Linked DNA regions of Pan troglodytes: region 2 is linked to region 1. Evidence: chromatin contacts called from public Hi-C data. All regions are on one chromosome and are shown on one strand. The core of a region is the stretch at or near the end of the contact, and the rest is flanking DNA. Distances in the headings are between cores, read along the strand shown. Region 1 holds the start of PDZD11 (PDZ domain containing 11). Region 2 holds the start of GDPD2 (glycerophosphodiester phosphodiesterase domain containing 2).

Region 1 (3,480 bases), core at 400-2,899:
CTTTCAACTTTAAGGCACTAGCATGCCATGATTCTACTTCTTTTAAATGAACCTCTGTTTTGAATCTTGAATAACCACTGTATTAGAATAATAATTAGACATCTCTCAGGCACTGCTCCCTTCTTTAGAACCCTGCTATGGTCCTCAACAGCATTAAAGACTTAGCTTCCCCAATAAAGATTATTAACTGGTGATAGTATTCAGAGGCTTTAGGCACTCCCCTTCTCCACCTAAAAGAAGTATACTCCTTATTCAAGACCCATCTCAAAGTTTTCCCACTCTGTGAAATTCACCCCAAATTCCCCAGAGTTAGAGCCATCCTTTTGTTTTTCATACCACTTTGTATGAGAGCAGAGCTACTACTTCCATAGGACTGACTCTGTTGTATATTTTTAACTTGAAAAATTTTTCTTCTAAAAGATAGGTACAAAAAATTTAAAAATTTTTATATATTCAAAATTATTTATGTAGTCATCTATCTCCATTCCTATCCCTGGACTTTGAACTCCTTCAGGGCCTCGAAGCTATATTATTTATCACCTGAATCCCTCAACAAGCTTTGCAGTGCCTGAGCCTCAAGTAGGTTGGCACACTTATCACCATCAGCAACCACCACAGAGTTTATAATCTAATGAAGTTCCAGGATAAACAAACATATACAAGTCAAAGATGAACAGAACCACATAAAGCAAATACAGAATAAAACTAGCTTCAAGGGTACAGAGACGTTGACAAATGTTATTAGGCTAAGGGCTTCTTGAAGGCAGGAATCATGATTCATCGATTCCTGTATTTGCAGTGCCCAAGCACAGTGCTTGGCACATAGTATATGCTCAAGGAATATATGTTATGTTCGAGGAATCAAATCGCCTTACCTTTAAATACACCTTTTATGAGTGGCGCTACTGCTGTATTGAAGACTTCTTCCTGTTCAGTAGAGGGATCAAATACAAAATCGTAGGTGAAGGATTTATCTGTACCAACCACCACCTAGAGAAGGCACGGGACAAGGCGTAAGGTTAAAAATGAAAGGCAAGACCACACCCCTCGTTACCATTTGGCCCCAGCTGTTCAGACACAGGCTCTGGACTCTGCTACGCACCTGAGGCTCTCCGGGCACGAAGGAAAGGCACATCTGGCAGCCCTCGCTAATCTCTTTGGGGACCAGAGGGCGACAACGCAGCGCCACTCTTACAGGAATTCCCTTCACCTCTTCCTTCATGATCCTATCTCAGCACCGTCTCTGCGAGGGGGAAAAAGAAGGCTCGCTGATGAATGTTAGTAGGTCAGCAGGGGTGGGAGGGCGTCCTCCCCGGTTCCGACCCTCCTCAGCGGGAACACTGACTTGGGAGATTCACGCTCCATGACTTGGCCAGGGCTGGACCGCCCGTCAGCCCTGCACTCTAAAGAGAGGGCACGGGCTTCTGAAAGGCAAAGAAAAAACTCCAACGGGGACGGCGACAAAGAACCAAAGCCCTAGGGTACTGGGTAAAAACAGGTTCTGAGCTAAGGTGTGCCCCCGTAACTCACCAAACTAAATGTCCCTTCCCCGTTCTCCCTGGGCCTCCCGCCGCCCTGTCCCAGCCGGAGTTTTAACCGCCAAGTTTCAAATCCGTCCCGGAGACGCCAACCAATTGCAGTGCGGACTGCCCGAGGGCGGAGCGCGCACGTCGGCGCGCGCAGGCCGGCGCGGTGGGAAGGGGAGGGTCAGCTCGTTGCACCCTGGCCCGGCCTCTTTTCGACCCTGCGGAGCATCCGCTTCCGGTTCCCAGACTGAATTGTCGGTGAGCCGAGTCTGAGGTCGCTGTGGACTGCCCACTGGTGAGGTGGTGCGGCGTTTATGCGGCTGAGAGTGCGGGTCTCAGGCAGAATGTGGGGCGGGGACGTGGGAGGTGGCTGGTCAGGTGAAGAAGGAAGGGTCGATCTAAGGACCCTACCATTACTAATCACATCTAGGAAATGTGGGGCGGTGCCTTGCCCCGAGTCCCTGCGGATAGTTAACACTCCCTTGGGCTTCGAAAGTAGATCTTTTTAGACTCGACCCTGATTTCCTCTTCTCCAGGTTTGAGACGGTAACATCTGTTTTGCAGGATTATGAAAAATGAGGTCCTCTTTCTAGAGTACCTGACAGGTTGCTTGGCATCCAGAAGATGTTTAGCTAAGTTAAGAGTTTTCTTCTGTCTTCCTTCTCTCCTCCAACCTTAACACCTAGATATGGGCTGGGCCTGTAGACTGACTGCCTTGGAATGGGTTGGAGCTGCTGTCTGAAACTTGCTGGGCTGCTCTCCCTTTTGAACCACTTTTTGTCTGTTCTGATTCACTCTTCCAGGGCCTTGCCCGAGATGGACAGCCGGATTCCTTATGATGACTACCCAGTGGTTTTCTTGCCTGCCTATGAGAATCCTCCAGCATGGATTCCTCCTCATGAGGTGGGAACCATCTGTATTCCAGAGTAGGAGGTTTTTTTCCCCGTGGGCATGAGATGATGCATGAAAGGTAGGATAGCAGGGTTAGAAGGCAAAACGGAGAGTGAATCTTAGCACTGGTAGCCAGAGGACCCAGAAGCTGGATTCTGAGCAACAGGACCCATTGGGAACTTCTTTATGGAAGCCTCCTGCTAGGGTCTGTTCACACCGGTTAATTCTGGAAATTTGGAGCCTTCATTTCCATACTGTTAAGAGGTTCAGCGCGGTGGCTCATGCCCGTAATCCCAGCACTTTGGGAGGCCGAAACAGGCGGATCACCTGAGGTTGGGAGTTCAAGACCAGCCTGACCAACATGGAGAAACCCCGTCTCTACTAAAAATACAAAATTAGCCGGGCGTGGTGGCACATGCCTGTAATCCCAGCTACTAGGGAGGCTGAGGCGGGAGAATTGCTTGAACCTGGGAGGCAGAGGTTGCAGTGAGCCGAGATTGAGCCATTGCACTCCAGCCTGGGCAACAAGAGCAAAACTCCATCTCAAAAAAAAAAAAAAAAAAAGGTGAAGAAATGGGGAGCTACTGGGCTGCCCCAGTGCTATCCATCTACTCATTTAGTCTGTGTTATCTGTTCTACTTAAATTAAGTCTATGACCTTTCCTTTTCCTGACTTCAGGGTAATTCATTAGTGTTCCAGATGAAGGTAGGTGTGAAGTAAGACTGGTAAAATTTCTGGGGTTGCTGTGTCTTGCAGAGGGTACACCACCCGGACTACAACAATGAGTTGACCCAGTTTCTGCCCCGAACCATCACACTGAAGAAGCCTCCTGGAGCTCAGGTGAACTTATGAAACCTTATTTCAGGCTAGATTCGTCCATACCACAAATTGGCAGTGTTGGGGGGATGGATTGGAAAGCAGGTGCAGATGTGAGGCAACTTTCCTTCTTGTGGACAGAAAAGCTGAGATAACACTTCTGCAACTTCTGACTTTCCTCTCAGGGACACACAAGCTGAGCTATTGTACGATGATGCTACTAGTTGTTCTTGTGTTTGTGGTCTCC
Region 2 (3,688 bases), core at 639-3,138, 130 kb before region 1:
AAGCTGTCTATGAGCACAATTGGCCTCCTTATCCCCTCCAGTGAGCCTCTGCCTTCTGACTTCCAGCCTCCCCCGTCCATCCCTACTCCACCTTGCTGGTTTGCATCCTCTCTCTGGGGCATTTCCTCCAGTGGCAGCTATACAGGCAGTGGAGGCAGCGGGCCCAGACGGAGCAGCAGCCGGGGGACTCGGCCATGGTGAAGGCCTGGGGGAAGGGACACTCGACCATCAGGGACCCTGGCAGAGGGCAGATCCCAGTCTCCCTCCTAGTGTATCTGAGGAGCCCGGGGGAGGGGCAGAGGCCTGGGCCGCTGCTCAGCAACGGAGGTCACGGGGCAGGCCCAGAGTGCCAGAGTGGATGAGGCGAGCAGCCCCAGCTGCAAGCCTGGCAATGGGAGACAGTCTCCAGAGCCTTCGTTTCCCTTTAATCTTGTTACCTGGAGAGTCAGTGGGACACCCAAGAGGTCCAGCCTCTTTTCGGGCAGGATTCATATCCACTCTCTCCAGCTCCTCCCCATTTAACAGCACACACCTCTGGGGATGGAGTGCTTGCCCTGGGGGTAAGAACTCAAGAGAAACTGCCCAGGGTGGGACAAACTCAGTTCAGCAAGTTAAAGCAGGTTTGGCCAAGCTGGAGGCAACCCCATGTTGAATTGCTTTCCAGCCCAGGAAGCAGGAGTAACCTGAAGCAAAGGTTCCAGTTCTGACCTGGGGCTAAGGAAGGCCCAGCTAGTTGGCCAGTTGCTATGGATATAGAGATTATTCAGATCACAAATCCCTGAAAGATTCTCTGTGTCCACCTCTCAGGGGACAAAGGGCACTGCCAAAAAGAGAAAGACTTGAGGTGAACGTGTTGCCTGGGTCACTCCCAGTCTTCTAAAGGAATCTTTGGATTTTCAACATACAGAGCCTCCCCTCAAGTCCTGCCCTTTCCTGCCCAGTCATCCCCCAACCCCAACCAGAAGCCCAGACTCGCCTTTAGGAGCCCCACCCTCTAAGTTAGCTTTGGTGAAAGTACAACAAACGCAGGGCAAAGGTGTGTATGCGGGGTGTGGTTGTCTTGGGGCAGGGGACCCCTGTACCTTATGCTTCTGGGTTTGGCTGACTGAGCTGATCCCCAGACTTGGCTGGGTACGTGACTGATTCTACGCGAGACGGTATGTGATTTGTGTCAGCATTTGCACGCGACAGCACAACTGGCTGTCGGTACAATATGATTTTAGGTGACTTTGAGTATGTAAAGGAGCCCCTGGATACACCCAAAGTGTGTGAGCATGTGTGCGTGCGGGCTGAGGGACAGGACCTCTTCTCCTCAGAGCTCTCCCGAGGCTATGGAGTCTTAGAGGGGTGCACGGTGGGTGGGTCTGGTAAGCAGGAAGGTGTGGCTGCTTCTGAACTGCCCTCTTTATGCTGCCTTGGGAAAGGAGGGTTAGGGTAGGGGTGAGGAGCTGGAGCTGGGGGAAGGAAACCCCTCCCCTCTACGAGACCCTTCCCGGTAAAAAGCCAACCCAAAGGGAAGCCCTTGCCTCTGCCCATCTTGGAGCTGGTTTGATAGCCTGCTCTAAGCTCTTGCCTCCCCTGGGGTCCTACCCCTGCACCCCAGACACTGCCTTCCAGAGTCCCCTCCCTTCAAGAGCTGTCTGTAGGATGGGATCAGGGTCTGAGCAGCCTGAAAACCCCAAGTAGGGGAGCTGACAGGGGTGCCATTCAATCCCCCGGCCCAATCCCAGTGGGATGGAGCTGGTCTCTGCTCCACAGCTCCCACCTGTAGCCCCCCAGCCTTCCCGAACCCTCACACCTTTGCTCAGCGGCAGCTCCGCTCCGCTCTCCTCTCTGCACTGCTTCCCAGCTCCTCTCCGAGTGGTCTGCCTCCTCCCTTTTTCAGTCCTCGGTTCAGCCCTATGAGTCAAACAGGTGGCACTGTTGCCACCTACAGGAGGCTGTGTGGGTCCTCTCCCAAGGCCTGCAGCTGCTCTGTGGCCTGGGCACAGCCCGGGTGGGAAGATGGGAGGGAGGAAGCGGGAGGGAGAGCAAATCTGCTTCTTTACTCGCTGGCGGTCAGGGGGCTTGGGGTGAGGAATTCCTTTGTGCAGGCTTTCCCATCCCTCTGTCCCTCCTCCTGTTCCCCTCCCAGTCACTGCCGGGGCTTTGTCCTGGCTCAGGGAGGCGAGGGCTGAGGGCACAGGCTGGCGGGAAGCTGGTGGGGGGGGGGGGAGGTGACCACACAACTTTGCAACTTGGCAGTGAGGAGAAGAGGCCCAGCCAGCCCACTGGAAAGGCATGTGTGTGTGTGTGTGTGTGTGTGTAAGCCTAACATCAAGTCTCAAGCTCCCTGGGAATACAGCCTTGATTCATTAGGCTCCCTCCCCTATTGAGCTCCTACTTCTAATTCAGCAAGGTGCATGTATAAGAAGCTGCAGCCTGGCGCGGTGTCTTACACCTGTAACCCCAGCACTTTGGGAGGCCGAGGCGGGTGGATCACCTGAGGTCAGGAGTTCAAGACCAGCCTGGCCAACATGGTGAAACCCCGTCTCTACAAAAAATACAAAAATTAGCCAGGCATGATGGTGTGCACCTACCAAAGACTAGGTAGTTGCATGGGACATCTCACAAGGCCAGGTTTAAAGCAAAGACAAGCCTTGGTCATTTGTCCCAGCTACTTGGGAGGCTGATGTGGGAGGATTGCTTGAGCCCAGGATGTCGAGGCTGCAGTGAGTTGAGATTGTGCTACTGTGCTCCAGCCTGGGCAACAGAAGCTGCAAGCTACTTCCTGAACTCTGGATAGCAAGTTGCCGTTTCTGGACCAGAGGTCCCCGTGGGCCTTCTGGATCCTGGGTGACACTAGCAGTTCTCCCACCTTCCCTCATCACTCCAGACAGGAGATGCTCATTCAGGACTTGTGTCATTTCTGCTGCCTTGTCCCTAAGGCATATGAGTCTCTTTCCAAGAATCTTTTGAGGAGTGTAGAGTATATTGGGGTCACAGGCTTTTGGAAGATGAACACATAGAAAAGATGCTGTTACTATAGCATCAGCATCAGCAGGGAAGGGCTGGCTAGCACACTATAGTTTGCTTAGTGCTAAAGCACAGGGGTCTGGGTGGGATGGGGGCCAGGGGCTGGCTTGGTTGACCTCTCCCTCTACATTACGCCTGATGCGGTGACTCGAGGTCTGGGGGCTATTAGTGCAGTGTTGGTGGGAAAGGATGTTTTCTCTGGGGATAAGCCTGCTTACCCCTCCCCCAACACACACTGGATTTCAAACAGTGAGAAGGAAGACTGGCTCTCTTATGCCAAGAGCTGGCCCCCCTCCCACTCAGGCTTCCCATTGTATCCAGAGGCTCTAGTTGGCAATGGCAGAGGCTCCCTTGCTCCCTCGGCATTAAAATGCAAAGAGAAGCAGGGCTGCTTGCTGGCAGGAGGCCAGGGAGGACCAGCAGGTCACCTAGTCCATGGCAGGCTTCATTCTAGGCAGATTGTTGCTCAATTTCTTTTGCTTGGGCTCTGGTGGATTCTAGAGGAGTCTTGGCTTTTGAGTGTTTGGGGATGGTTTGGGAGCTTTTTTGGGGAGAAGGGTTTTGGGATTCAGAATGCATGGATATGAAGCGCAGGGCTTGTGAGCACCTACCTCAGAAGGCTACAAGGCCAGTCAGCAGCTTGAGTATGGCATTCCAGGGCTGGCCCACTTTT

The links. A called contact is a pair of places that touch in the nucleus more often than the background predicts.
Region 2: a contact with region 1 is called in a Hi-C map of stem cell-derived neural progenitor cells, with 3 times the contacts expected there. The contact joins the promoter of GDPD2 here to the promoter of PDZD11 in region 1. A contact is called at or near these places in 1 of 7 Hi-C or Micro-C datasets (stem cell-derived neural progenitor cells) and 1 of 1 datasets of contacts at active chromatin or transcription factors (stem cell-derived excitatory neurons).

Annotation. Positions count from the first base shown.
Region 1 is chrX:68,084,288-68,087,767 of NHGRI_mPanTro3-v2.0_pri, reverse strand. It overlaps PDZD11 (PDZ domain containing 11), which reads left to right and starts at 1,649. Exons shown (of 7, transcript XM_001152839.6): 1 at 1,649-1,821; 2 at 2,330-2,429; 3 at 3,174-3,257. The coding sequence starts at 2,343. It overlaps KIF4A (kinesin family member 4A), which reads right to left and starts at 1,697. Exons shown (of 31, transcript XM_016943591.4): 1 at 1,531-1,697; 2 at 1,103-1,243; 3 at 876-990. The coding sequence starts at 1,222.
Region 2 is chrX:68,215,739-68,219,426 of NHGRI_mPanTro3-v2.0_pri, reverse strand. GDPD2 (glycerophosphodiester phosphodiesterase domain containing 2) reads right to left here and starts at 1,888. Exons shown (of 16, transcript XM_001153082.7): 1 at 1,799-1,888; 2 at 92-205. The coding sequence starts at 196.